Linked DNA regions of Mus musculus: region 1 is linked to region 2. Evidence: chromatin contacts called from public ChIA-PET data. All regions are on one chromosome and are shown on one strand. Each heading gives the region's core, a stretch centred on a gene start, on an enhancer-like site or on the middle of the called end of the contact. The rest is flanking DNA. Distances are from core to core; before and after follow the strand shown.

The links. ChIA-PET counts read pairs in DNA pulled down with a chosen protein or histone mark.
Region 1: a contact with region 2 is called in an RNA polymerase II ChIA-PET map of effector CD8 T cells, with 10 read pairs. The contact joins the promoter of Arfgap1 here to the promoter of Slc17a9 in region 2. A contact is called at or near these places in 3 of 39 promoter capture datasets (the 3T3-L1 cell line, liver and maxillary cranial neural crest), 3 of 484 Hi-C or Micro-C datasets (the G1E-ER4 cell line, forebrain and uterus), 8 of 115 datasets of contacts at active chromatin or transcription factors (effector CD8 T cells, embryonic stem cells, extraembryonic endoderm stem cells and 4 more) and 2 of 9 other capture datasets (adipose tissue and liver).

The regions. Positions count from the first base shown.
Region 1 is chr2:180,962,263-180,968,913 of GRCm38.p6, reverse strand. Arfgap1 (ADP-ribosylation factor GTPase activating protein 1) reads right to left here and starts at 1,689. Exons shown (of 14, transcript NM_145760.3): 1 at 1,585-1,689; 2 at 1,100-1,312.
Region 2 is chr2:180,723,681-180,730,644 of GRCm38.p6, reverse strand. Slc17a9 (solute carrier family 17, member 9) reads right to left here and starts at 5,306. Exons shown (of 13, transcript NM_183161.3): 1 at 5,194-5,306. The coding sequence starts at 5,285. Gm30455 (a long non-coding RNA gene) reads left to right here and starts at 3,368. Exons shown (of 2, transcript XR_003953988.1): 1 at 3,368-3,927; 2 at 4,767-6,964.

The sequences.
Region 1 (6,651 bases), core at 440-2,939, 240 kb before region 2:
CCTCCCAAGTGCTGGGATCAAAGGTGGTGCCACCATGCCTGACTTGGTTTGGATTTAAGAAACTCTTCCTGTGTGGTAAACTTTGGATATTGGAGAGAAGTTAGGGTTTGGTCTGGGGTTTTTTGTTTTTTCAAGACAGGGTTTTTCTGTGTAGCCCTGGCTGTCCTGGAACTCACTCTGTAGACCAGGCTAGCCTCGAACTCAGAAATCTGCCTGCCTCTGCCTCCCAAGTGCGGGGAACAAAGGCATGCTCCACCACTTACTTCCCTGCTCAAATTAATCATCTTAAATGTTGCTTAATAACATGAAAATAAGTATCTCTCAGTTTAACCAGCCTAAAGAAGGCCTCAAGAATCCTTTTTTTTTTTTTTTTAAGATTTCTTTCTTGGGTGGGCTCACAAGTGCATGCCTAGAAGCCTAGAAGGTGGGAGCTGAGTATCTCCTTCCTCCAAGTGAGTACCAGGATCAAACTCAGGTAGTCAGGCTTTGTGGCAAGCACCCCTACCTGGTATCCATATCACCCACCCTTAAGAATTCTTAATAGCTGAAATGAAAAAAAAAACAACAAAATACTCTTCCTTCAGGCAGACATACCTAGTAGATAATGAAGCAAATAAGGATTTCAAACTTTAGTGAGCTACATGTCACACTAGAGAACATTTGCTTCTTAAATGGGACGTGATGTACATCTGAGGTCAAAGGGGACATCTAGGGACATAGCTTGGCCCTAAGGCTACACAGTATGGGTGACCAAAAACCGTTCAGAGAACACAAAGAACCCATGTCTAAGTTATGCTTCTTCACTCTGAAGAACAGACGATATCAGATCATCACCTCGTCCAGAACTATAGTTAGGGCTTCAATGCTCTAAACATTGCACAGCTATGGAACAGTGTATATTACTTCTGACTTGTGGGTGCCTTAAGAGTGCAAATACAGTATATTCTATTGCCAGGTACAATTGAGAAAAAGTTTAGAAGCTTGATCCTGTGGGGGTCTGTTGTTGAGATGTTTTGTTTTTCCTCCTTCCGCAGAGGACTCACTTCAGAGACCAAGAAGGGAAAAATCAAACAAACTGAGGTTAGAAAACCTGGCTTACCGGCACCTCTGGACAGAATCTTCTTTCGAAGTGAAGGGCTGAGGCCCTTTCCCGACAAAGTGGGCAGTGCAGAACCAGTCTGCGTCCAAGACTGCTCGGGACCAGAGCGCTGAGGGGCCACGTAGGTCCCTGCAACCGCTAGGCTGAAGGGCGGTAAAGCTCACAGGCCGGGAGGCAGGGGAGGGGGGGTCTGGACGGCCGCACACTGGGATCCTGGAGTTTGGGGTCCGAGGAACAAAAACGTCACGGGTCGAAGGACTGGAGAACCCGGGGCCAGGAAGCTGGGAAATGGGAGGTACGCGGGAGGCACCGGGGAGTAAGTCAGGGCTGAAGACCGGGGGCGTCGGACAGTCACGGTATTGGGGGACCAGGGGCCTAGGGCTGCAGAATCGAGGATTACAGGGCCAGGAACTGGGTGATCTGAGAGCCGGAAGGGCAAGGAACTGAGGGTCCGCGGATGCCCGGTGTCCTGGCCGCAAACTCACCTGCTGCCCCCAGGAGGTCGGGTCCGGCCGAGGTGCCAAGCTGGACTAGGCGCTCAGATCCCCCCACCAGCCGCCAGCAGCTTCCGGCTACGTCGCGCTTTGCAAGGGCTCATGGGAGGCCTCCGAGGCGGTACTTCCGCCTCTGTGCGCGAGCCCGAGGCGAGGCTTCTTTTCCGGTCTGTCTAAACCTTCGGCTGAGCGCCAGGTTTGCAGGGTTGCCTCTGCGTGGGCAGTGCGGCAGGGCAGCGCAGATGGATCCGGGCTGCGCTATCTCCAGCGGGATTCTAGGGCGTCCACGGTCTCGACCAAGCCCGGGAACAAGGGACTTCCCGTGGCTTCTGTCAACTCGAACTCCGACCCGTGGTTTAAAATAGACTTGGGCAAGCAGTTCTGGTCAAATCAATGTATTTAGTAGCCGGCGGGTTTTAGTTTTGTGTTCACTTTGGGCCGCCCTGTGTCACTAATTCCTTCCTCATTGGCCTTTTGACGGTTTTGCTTGGGCTTTTTATTTTTATTTACTTGTTTGTTTATTTATTTTTTAAGAGACTGGGTTTCTCTGTGTAGCCCTGGCTGCCCTGGAGCTAGCTGGCTTCCAACTCTAAGATCCGCCTGCTTCTGCCCCCCCGAGTGGATCAAAAGATGTGAGCCATCGCCGCCCGGCTCGTTTGACTTTCAAATTGGCCAAAAGTCAATGTTTTATTGAGGTCAAATCAAACGTACCTGCATCGAAACTTACCGTGAGGCATTTTATCAAATTCAGATCCATACAGTTGGGACCTCAAGGGACAGTGGATCCCTTTCTCCATCCACTGTTGGAGTTTCTTTCACAGGTTTAGAGCTTTGTGTAAAGAGAGAAACAAAAAACGTAGCCTTAAGTCACTTAACCACAGCCTGATATTGTTATTTGAGATAGACTTTCACATCATAGCCTAATTTAGCCTGGAACTCGATTCAGCCTCCTGAGTTCTGGAATTATAGACACCCCACCTAGCTTCATAACATGGCATTTCTGTTTTTGTGAGAAAGGCTCTTATGTATACCAGGATGTTCCAGAACTCATACCTGCCCTCTGCAGGCTAACGTAGTGGCCAAATGCAGGGGACAGGAAGCTTACTAAGAACATAAGTGGCAAATTCCTTAATTGCAGCACTGGGGAGGCAGACAGGTCTCTGACTTCCAGGCCAGCCTGGTCTACAGAGTGAGTGCCAGGCCAACCTGGGCTATACAAAGAAATCCTACCTTTACAAACAAAAGAACAAAATCTAAGCCAGATATAATGGCTCAACCTTCCACCTCCTATAAACTTAAACACATACACATAACCATGTGAAGCCCAGGGCATAAGAAAATGGTGGCTGGAACCTCCGGTAAGGGTTCTGTGATTCTACTTTTATCATGAGGATGTGTTAATGGCCTCACCACCACTACCACACATCTAGCCATTGTTGGGCTGCTTTGCTTATTTTTTTTTTTTTCTGGCTGAGGGCAGCCATGGTGACTGTGCCTCTCAGTGGTGATGATCATGTCATGCTCAGATGACACTACAACATAAATAACAGAAAAGTAGTCAAGGCCTTGAGCTCAGACCCTCGATGTGGCCCAGCATGGTCCAAACGGTTCCTTGGCTCCCAGGGAAGGTAGCAGGGAGGAAACAGCTAGACCTACACAAGCTAGGTGTGTTGAAGTACATTTTGTACATGTGAGCTTGTGAAGGTATGTATGTACTTGTTCATACATATGTAAATGCATGCCTGCGTGTATATGCACTTGGTGTGTAGGTCAGTATTACATGTGTGTGGTGTGTGGGCGCTGTAAGTCTAATATCTCATTACCAGGCTCATAGGACTCTGGTTCACCACACTTCATCTATATAGAGATAATAGTTATGGCTTGTGCTGAGGGCAGATGCTTCTTCAGGACCATTGTGTAAAACAGGCCATGCTATCTATGTATACATTGCACAGCTACCCAAGACACAACCTAGGGCGTGGGACTAACATTTCAGGGTTCTGTGGCAGACAGAAGTGCAGATCTGGGCTTCTCTCCCACCCATAGCCTTCAGGTCAAGCTGGCTGAAACGCTGCTTGGCAGGTAAGAGCAAGCAGACCGGACCTATAGCTCATCTGGAAGCATCTTGGCCAGCGTAGTTTGTGGTTCTCAGCCTTTACTCACCTTGATTAAGACATCTCAGCTGGGCAGTGATGGCACACGCCTTTAATCCCAGCACTTGGGAGGCAGAAGGAGGCAGATTTCAAAGCCAGCCTGGTCTACAAAGTGAGTTCCAGGACAGCCAGGGCTATACAGAGAAACCCTGTCTCGAAAAAAAAAAAGGGGGGTGGGGGAACCTCAATTGTAAAAATGCCTCTGGAGCAGTGGTTGAGACCTTCCTAATGCTGTGACCCTTTAATACAGTTCCTCATGTTGTGGTGACCCCCCCAACCATGAAATTACTTTTTTGCTACTTCATAACTAATTTTGCTACTGTTAAAAATTGTAATGTAGTGCTGGCAAGATGGCTCAGCAGTTAAAAGCATGGACTGCTCCTCCAGAGGTCCTGAGTTCAATTCCCAGCAACCACATGGTGGCTCACAACCATCTGTAATGAGATTGGGTGCCCTCTTTTGGTGTGTTTGAAGATAGCTACAGTGGACAGTGTATTTATTTAATAATAAATAAATACATAAATAAATAAATCTTTTTTTAAAAGAATCATTTTTTTAGAAGAATCATAATGTAAACATTTGATATGCAACCCCAAAGGAGTCTCAATCCACGGACTGAGAACCGCTGCTCTAGAAAGATCAGGCTGTAAATTAAGCAAGCATGTAGTGTGTTAATCAGTGACTGATACGGAAGGGCTGAGATTGTAAGTGGTGGTCCTAGGTTCTATAAGAAGCAGGCTGAGCAAGCTACTGGGTGTAGGCTAGTCAGCAGCATCCTCCATAGCCTCTGCATCAGCTCCTGCCTCCACGTTCCTGATCACAGCAGTAGTAACCCTAACACACTGCTCCAGGAAGCACCAGCGCTTGAATCGACCAGCTCAGATGTGAAAGCCCTTGAGTTTAAGCTCACCCTGAGAACATTCTCCACAGAGCATTGAGCTCCTTGACCTTAGATGTTAATCACCAGCGTTCAGTCAGGGTGCTTCCCTGACTGGCCTCCAGGGGGCAGGCCAGCCTACTTGGGGATTCATCAGAAACAGCCCCATCTTCCAGTCTCCTGAAAGTCTGTGAAGGAAAATATCGCCGTGGAAGAGCTAGATAGTTCTGGCAGGCCACCCAGGGTTGGATGCAAAGAGCTGATGCAAGGAGGACTGACTGTGTGCAAGTAACCTGGATTCCAGACCTGGAAGGAAAGCTCTTGCCTTGTGTGATAATTGGAGTAAACAGTGATAAAAAAAGTTCCTGGTAACAAGAGGCCGTAGTAAACAGCCTGCTTGGCCTGAGCTGGCCTTCCAGTCAGAAGGCAAAGCTAAGCCCTCTGGTGTGAGGCCTGTTGAAGAATTCCGAGTTCACAAAAGCAAAATGGTGGGTGATCCTGAACCCTCACTACTGGACCTGTTATTTACTATCCCAAATTGCAAGTGTACCGTCCGGCTAACACCCTGAAATAGACAATACAGACAACACAAGGCCTTTGTGGGTCATGTTCAGCCCTTGTGACGAGTTGGAAACCCAGTGCCCATACTCCATCCTCTATGGGCCTTCTGGGTGCTCATGGCATTTAGCACCTCTCTCCAGAAAACAGGCCTCTCTGGTCAGAGGAGCACACACACCAGACCTTAGCCGACGGCACGAGCACCCACTCCTCCTCTGATGAGCAGGGTTGAGTCGGTTGAGGTTGATCTCCAGCTGACAACGTACCTACTGCATCAGCTCCTCCTTTCTCCTAGGAACTCACTACATAGCCTGGAGAGCCAGATCATTCCCAGTGCCTAGTGCAGTTCCACTTCTTGCCATGTCTCCCTTTCTCTTTACCATGTGCTCAGCAGAGCTGTGCCACCTTCCAGAGAAGATTTTACTTTTTTTTTTTTTAAGTGAAGCTGAGGCTAGATAGCAGGGATTAGCCATTGTACACCCCCATTGAAGACTTTGCTTTCCTGTTTTGTTTCTTCTGCCTACTACCTTCAAATCCTTCCTGAATCAGGAGAGAAGAATGTGAGCTGGCTCAGGTCCACCCAGATAAGGAAGGCTGCTGCAGTGAGATCTCTGGACTTTGGATGGTGGGAGGGGCCTTGATATTGAGAAGGGCCTGGTAGAATCCAGTCTGTCAGCTGCAGTCTTACAGTGTTCAGGGAGGCCTGGAGTTGGGATAGAGGGAACTAGAGGAATGCCAGACAGAGCAGGTGACACCATAAGGTCAAGAAGCCATACAGGCTTCAGAAGTGCAACTGTCCTTGGAGGGGAGTCTTGGATCGTCCTTCCATTCTAACCCAAGGATCTCACAGCCATGTTGAGTCACATCTGGTTGCTAAGAATGTGCCAGGGCTGCCCATCTCCTCAGATTGCAGGCTTTGTGGCTCACATCTCCAGATTGTGATGGCCAGGACCCAAATACTCCCTGTGCCTTAGCTCCTCCCATTCCTGTCTTAGATGGGAGTCTTTCTTGATTCTAGTTGCTAGAGACAGAAACCCAATATTAAATGATGGACACAGCAGAGAGAATGTATTAAATCTGTTGAAAGCCGGACATTGGAGAGCAGACAGTCCACAACCTGCAGTATAGAAAGCAAGCTGCCTCTGTGCTCCTCAGATACCAGGCACACTTTCCCTGCATTGTAAGGGTGTTTTTAATTCTTTGTGACCTCAGCTCCAGTGAAGCTGACAGCCTTCCTGAGAAAAACGCTAATGACAGATTGGTGGGACTTTGTTGGTCTTTTTTATTCTCTATAGGTTGCTTAGACTAGGCTGACCCCTTTCAGAGCCAGCCATGGGAGGATATGTGATAGACGCTAGCAGCTGGAGATTTGTAGATCCAGATAACAGTAACACTGCATACACATATATAGGCTGGCTTGCATGTGTACAGGAGTCTCAATGTGAGAAAAAGCCCAGGGAAGGACATTAG
Region 2 (6,964 bases), core at 4,057-6,556:
CACAACCACCCGTAATGAGATCTGACGCCCTCTTCTGGTGTCTGAAGACAGCTACAGTGTACTTATGTATAACAATAAATAAACATCTAAAAAAAAAAAAAACTTAAAAAAAAAAAAAAAGGCCAGCCTGGTCTACAGAGTGAGTTCCAGGACAACCAGGGCTACACAGAGAAACCCTGTCTCAAAAAAACAACAACAAAAAAACAAAAAAACAGCCAGGTGTGGTGGCGCACGCCTTTAATCCCAGCACTTGGGAGGCTGAGGCAGGTGGATTTCTGAGTTCGAGGCCAGCCTGGTCTACAAAGTGAGTTCCAGGACAGCCAGGGCTATACAGAGAAACCCTGTCTTGAAAAAACCAAAAAAACAACAAACAAACAAACAAACAAACAAACCCCAAACATCCAAGTTTTGAACTGACATTCACCTAGAGAGTTCTGCTGACAGAAGGGGTCGGCAGTGAAACAGGAGATCTGGTGTGCCCTCCAGAAGGACCAGCCTCATCTGTCCTGGCTCTTCCTTTCCAATGAATTTGGGAATCAGCAATTTTAGGAAAGACGGTGATGATGGACATGAAGGTCTGGATACTATTAGTGAGTTTGATCACATATGCTTAGACCTAAGGTCCATATTACTTCCTTCACCTGAGCCTGTAAAGATCCCAGCCCTCTAGGGCAAGAGAGGTTTCTTCTTTTCTCTTTTCTTTTCTTTTCTTTTCTTTTCTTTTCTTTTCTTTTCTTTTCTTTTCTTTTCTTTTCTTTTCTTTTCTTTTCTTTTCTCTCTCTCTCTCTCTCTCTCTCTCTCTCTCTCTCTCTCTCTCTCTCTCTCTTTCTTTCTTTCTTTCTTTCTTTCTTTCTTTCTTTCTTTCTTTCTTTCTTTCTTTCTTTCCAGTGCTGGGAATCAAACCTAAGCTCTCACTCACTCTTGCTAGGGAAGTACTCAGTCAGTCATTGCAGTCATTGAGTCATATCCCTAGTGGTAGGTAGATTTCAGGTTTGCTCTCTTGGCTCTGTGTATGGTCACTTGAAAGTAGATTCTCTTTTGTATTTTCGGGTTTTTTTTTTTTTTTGTGTGTGTTTGTTTTTTGTTTTTGTTTTTTGACAAGGTTTCTCTGTGTAGCCCTGCCTGTCCTGGAACTCACTTAGTAGACCAAGCTGGCCTTGAACTCAGAAATCTGCCTGCCTCTGCCTCCAAGCGCTGGGATTAAAGGTGTGCACCACCACTGCCAGGCTTCTCTTTTGTAAAAGCTCATTGTTTGAGTGCCTAATGTCGTGTGTGGTAGGCAGTCCTGGCCTGATTTTTGCCACAGTAGGATGGTAGAGAATGGCTCTTGGCTCATGAGAGCCTTCTCGCAGACACCCCGTACAGCGAACATCACCATGGACAGATATCACACACAGAGAGACTATGGGGTGGGGGCTTAGGGATTCTGCATAACCATCCTCATGAAGATTTTACAAGAAACCTACCGTTCAGATTTTTAATATAAAATGGGTTTGAACACAGTCATATAGGTGGGGGGCTTCTGGAGAGGCGAGTGTTCAATATAAGTCTCAGCCAGGAGGAGGAGGGGAGGTCTGAGGGAGGATGTCCTCTCTGGGAGGGGACAGGTGATACTGGCCTCCCCCTCTACACAGGCACAGACTGAGCAAGAAAGAGGCAAACTAGTAGATAGCTAGCTGGGGTATAAGGCTTGGGGGACCCAAGGCTGTAGCTGGGCTGGGTCCAGAATCCCACAGAGCTGGACAGAGTCACAGGCAAATAAATGGGAGCAGGGTCAAAGGTGAGGGCCAGGAGGCAGAAAGAACAGCTAATTCAAAGCATGGTGGCACAGAAGAGACTTTGAGTCACGAACCGGGAGCTCAAATTGGCTTCCTGTTTTTAACTTCTCTTCTCCAGACGGCTAACAGGGCTGAGCAATCACAGGTGCACCTAGGGAAGAGTGGCATGCAGGGTGGGTCCCTCTTGGACACAGTGGCTCTCTGCTGCTTTAGTCACATAAAGGAATAAAAGCTCCTTATTGCAGATACCTTTGGAGTGTGTGGCGTTTAGTGGGTGAGTTAGCGCTGCTCCTGTACACCGGCTGTGATTCTTGTACCTCCCAGTCTGGTAAAACAAGGCGGCTGAACTGTCCTCACCTAGGGGTGGAATCTGCAGGTGGGGCAGCTCTTCAGGGCAGTCAGGGTACCTGGGTCTAGCACAGGAATAAAGAGGCACGGACCTTGATGGGCAGTGGTCAGAATGGAGGAGGGTAATGGTGAGACAAGTGAGGTGGGCTCCTGGGGAGGGGGCATTACCCTCCCCTTACCCAAAAGATGTGTGGGGTCCTGAGGGCCAGCAGCAGTCTCCAGATTATGGTGCCAAGCACCTTCCAGTCAGGTCAAGGGAGGTGGGAAAGCTCTGAGGTCTGCTCTGGTAATGGCCAACCTGGTTCCACTGTGTGGCAAGGAACTTCTGAACCCCAGGAGGGACTCTCTTGAGTGGGTCTAAGAAGGGCCGAGCCCTCTGACACCTATCTGGGGACCCCAGGCACTGGGGAGGGCAGCAAGCTGCCCTCTCCCATTCTGCCTTAATTTCTTGTCAGGGTATTGTCCTGAGCCAACCTTGCCATTGGATTACTGGGAACACAGGGTGGCTGTCAAGCTTTCCTCAAGGATATCCTGATTGCCCTGAAGTGCTGCCCCTCCCCCACCTGCAGAGCCCACCCCTCGGTGAGGACAGTACAGCTGCCATGTTTTTGTTTGTTTCGCCTACAAGGGTCACAGCAGGCCCACTAAAAGCCACACAATCCAAAGGTAATAAGGAACCTTTCATTCCTTTATGTGACTAAAGCAGTAGAGAGCCACGAGAGGGACCCACCCTTGGACCCACCCAGCAGGCAACTCTTCCGTAGATGCACCTCTGATTGCTCAGCCCAGTTAACTGGAGAAGAGCAGTTAGAAACAGGAAGCCAGCTAGACCCACACCCTCCAGATGAGAGTTGTCTCTAGCTTCTTGGTAGCCATGGGAAGTCAGGAAAAATCTAGGTAACCAATGCCCTGACTGAAGGAGGAGGAAGGGGCTTGGCCAGGTGCTATCTGAGTGAAAATGAGGCCATGTCAACTCCTAGGTATAGTTGAGGAAACGGGCTTTATTGTAGTTATGTGAGAGTACAGGTAGAGTTATCTGGAAGAGTCCAGACAACATGGCTGGCAGAATAGAATGGGCCTTGAGAGGAGTCTGCAAGGAGAAGGAAAGAGAGAGGAGACAAGAAAGAGAAGGGACCTGGAGAAGGAGAAGAACCAAGAGAACGCATGAGAGGATTTAAAGGAAAGAGAAGCTGGTTGGGGGAGGGGAAGCAAAGCTGGGGGACTGGAGGGTTCTGGAGTAAGAGAGGTGGTGAGAAGAAGAGCCAGGACTCAGTAAGCTATAGGTACTCAGACACAGTGTGGTGACCAGTGTCTTCTTTGATATGCTAACAGGCACCTCCATGTCCTTTTGCTTCATCCCAGCACCCTGGAGGCAAGAAATGGGACTTGTCCCTCAGCTGGGTGGGTGGTACCAGCCAGGCTGATGAATGTGCATCCTCAGTACTTGCTGGTGACACAGGACATGACCATCCTCCTGAAGGGGCCCTGTGGGCCTGCCTGCCTGGTTAGAACCCCAGTCTTTAGTATCAGGAGCTTGGACCAGGACTGCCTGAGTAGCCCCACTTGCCCACCCAGAGCCAGAGCTCAGGCTGGAGGTCTCAGCAATCACACTTCCTCACAGACTTGTGCAGCTCTGGCTTCCTGTTAGATGGCTGCGCAGAGTATCCGGGGCTGAGCAAATAGGTGATCACGTGGCCCTTCGTTCAGAAGGGAAATGTGCTGGCTACTTAACTCAGCCTCCACCAACCACCCCACATTCTGAGATTTGTTGAGGAGAACACTGCCTCCCCAACACGTGGTGGTGAGTGGTGGGCCCCTAAAGTCTGGTGTTCCCTGAACTCAGGGTCCTGTTTCTAGTAACACTTATTGCTGTTACTATTACTCCAGTATGGGTTGAGAATGGCCTTGACCCTGCAAAATTCCCCAGAATTCTCAGCTACCATTTCTGACAAAGGCAACTGGAGGCACTACACAGGAGAAAGTGTAAAGATGGGAGTGAGGGTGGGGTGACAGGTTGGGGAGGGGGGGACAGGCAGAGCCATTAAATTGTAACCTACAGCAAAATTGGCAGAACATTTCATAGTTCTAAGAAAGCCCTGGGTGGTGCCTCCAGGGGCCAGGTGAAGCATAGGCCTTGGGATAAACATGGGGTAGGGAGGGAGGTGTTAAGCCAGAGAGGGAAGGAGAGCTAGTGAGGGCAGGCACATAGTGTGCCTCCTCTAGCAGAGTCTGACACTACTGTAACTGTCACTGGCGGTGGGGGAGGGTGGCGGGGGGGGGGGCGCTATGATCTGGTTCTGTGCCTCCCTGTGACCTGCTGTGCCCTCATCTGGTCTAGGTTCAGTGATGGTACTATCTTAAGGTCCTCTTTACACTTCCTGCCAGTAGATCCAGGGCTCTTGCCCCAGGTGACTGGGAGGTACCAAGGCTTGATCCTGAGTCTAGCACCTCCACGTGAGGACTGCAGGAACCAGAGCAGGGTGTGAGCTCTTTTAGGCCCCCATTTGAACCCTCACAGTGGTCCCATAGCCAGATGCCACCTTTGCCCCTGGTTTCTGTGGGGATGTTTGCCTGGAGAGTGCTGGAAACAGCGGGAACGGAATATGAATGAAGATGGGTAACGGCTGTTTTCCTCCCTAGTTTAGAAGACTCGTGAAGTCAGGACCTGCCTCTATGACTTAAGAGCTGCTGCATAGATCCCTATGCTGTGAGCATCTGTCCAGCCCAGTGCTCCCACCAAGCCTTACAGACACTACCCTGCCTCCCAGACCACAGAATTACTGTCAGGGAAAAGGGCAATGGAGCCATTTGCCTGATTTTGGCATTTGATTGGAGATGGGAGTGGGGTGTCTCTTTACTGGGTCCTCCCTCTACTTGGGGGCTAGGGCTGCTCAGCGAGGGGCATGGGAGTCCCAGGGAGAGTGAAGGTGGCAGGCTGCAGAATGGCTGGTAGACAGCCGCTAGAGTCTGGTGTTCCCTGAACTCAGGTCCTATGAAGTAGCACCTCAGCTCCCTTTCTAAACGTAAAAGTCCTCCTTGCCCCGACTTCAGCCACACCCCAATTCACCTGGACCACCGTGTATCCTCTGCTGCCGCAGAAGGGGTCTTGCGGGTCTCCTCTGGGATTGGCTGCATCAGGCTAGAGCGCTGGGATGGCATGGGCACCGCTGTGTACCGTGCCCTCCCACCTCAGACCTAGGACAACCCACAGGGCAGCACCGCCCAAGTCCACGTGTCAGTCCCAGTGCTTCCGTCTAACTCTCCCAGGACGTGTTGCCCCCGGAATTGAGTCCCCGCCCCACTGATGTCCCGGGAGGCAGGGCCAGGGACCTTCGAGCAACTAGAGGCTTACCACTGGGACTTCCTGCTGGGGAAGAGAAATCCCTGGGGGTTTTGTGGCCCGAGACCCGCCAGAAATAACTTTCTTGTCAGGAAAGTGAGCAGGTGAGCAGTGTGTATGAGTCTCCGTTGGTTCTACCCCCTCCCCCGCTCCGTGGGTGGGTGGAGGGGAGTGACAGAGTGCTCACAGGGTTGTGTTCTAGTCTAGTAAATATGTAAAGATAACTTTAAGGCAGTCAATTTTTTAAAATGGATCTCTTGGAGAACTGGGTTGGTAAGAGAACTGTAACACAGGTGCAAAGGGCAGCGAAGGTGGTCACTGATGTTGAAATCCTGGGCAAAAGTGTTCTGAGCACTGACCACAGACTAGGCTCTAGTTGGATCTCAGCCACACTTCATGGAAGGCTTCTGAGGCTCCTTGAGGTACTGCCTGCCTCATTCCTCCTGTATTCCCAATTATTCTAAACAAATGCCTCCCCCACACAGCTGCAGGCCAACTGGGACACACCCACTAAAGGCTTCACACTGCACTTAGAATCTCAACAGTTTCCACCCTCCAGAGAATGCCCTCTGAGCCTTCAACTGCCCAGCAGACAACAGGTCTTTATTTATGGTCATACACACTTGTACTAAAATATTAGAACCTGAAGCTAGGGTATAGCTCAGTTGTTAAGCGTGTGTTCAACGTGTGCAAGGTTCTGAACTCAATCCCCAGTTCTGGAAAAAAAACAATCTGGACCTAAAAGCCAGGTCAGTCTTCCATCCACATCAGCTATCCTGTAGGACACAAAGATGACGGCAGAGAAAGGCTTGCTTCCCTAGTGACCCAGGGACTGCCCTTAAGTATATGGTACTGACAATCACTATAATGTGCAGCTCTTCAGAAACTAGGAAAGATCCAGAATCACACAGCAGGAAACCTTCAGCGTTTCTGGGAGCAGGTGGACAAACGTAGAGAAGGGATGTGACCTTAAGTAGGCTGGGTGGAGGAACCTGCAAGACACTTGAGGTCAGCAGGAGCATACCACACAAGGTGTTGGGTATACATCTCAGGCCAGAGACTCACAGCAGGTGGAGAGGTGCTACACTGCCAGAGTTGAGAAGGCTGAGGTCAGGGGTTTGGGGGGGGCATTCCTCCCCAGGCTCCCAGTCACTAAAGCAGAAGGGATGGGCACAGCCACAGTTGCCTGAAAGAGGATCACATATGGTTGGGAGGTGACCATCACAAGCTGTTGGCAGTAGCTGGGGTAGACATTCTCTAGGCTTCTAGTTGATACTTGTGAGCTGCCCCACACCCAACTGACAAAACCATCCTTGCACTTCAAGATGGGAAATTTGATATGGAAACATTACAGAGTCAACGTCTGGCAGGGGGGCCACTTTCTTGTGCTGACTGACTCACTTGCTTATAGTCATCTTGACTGCTCAAACTGAATAACTAGATTTTACTCCACTGTTACTGACGAGCAACTGTGAGAAGTGAGACTTGAGGAGCCCAG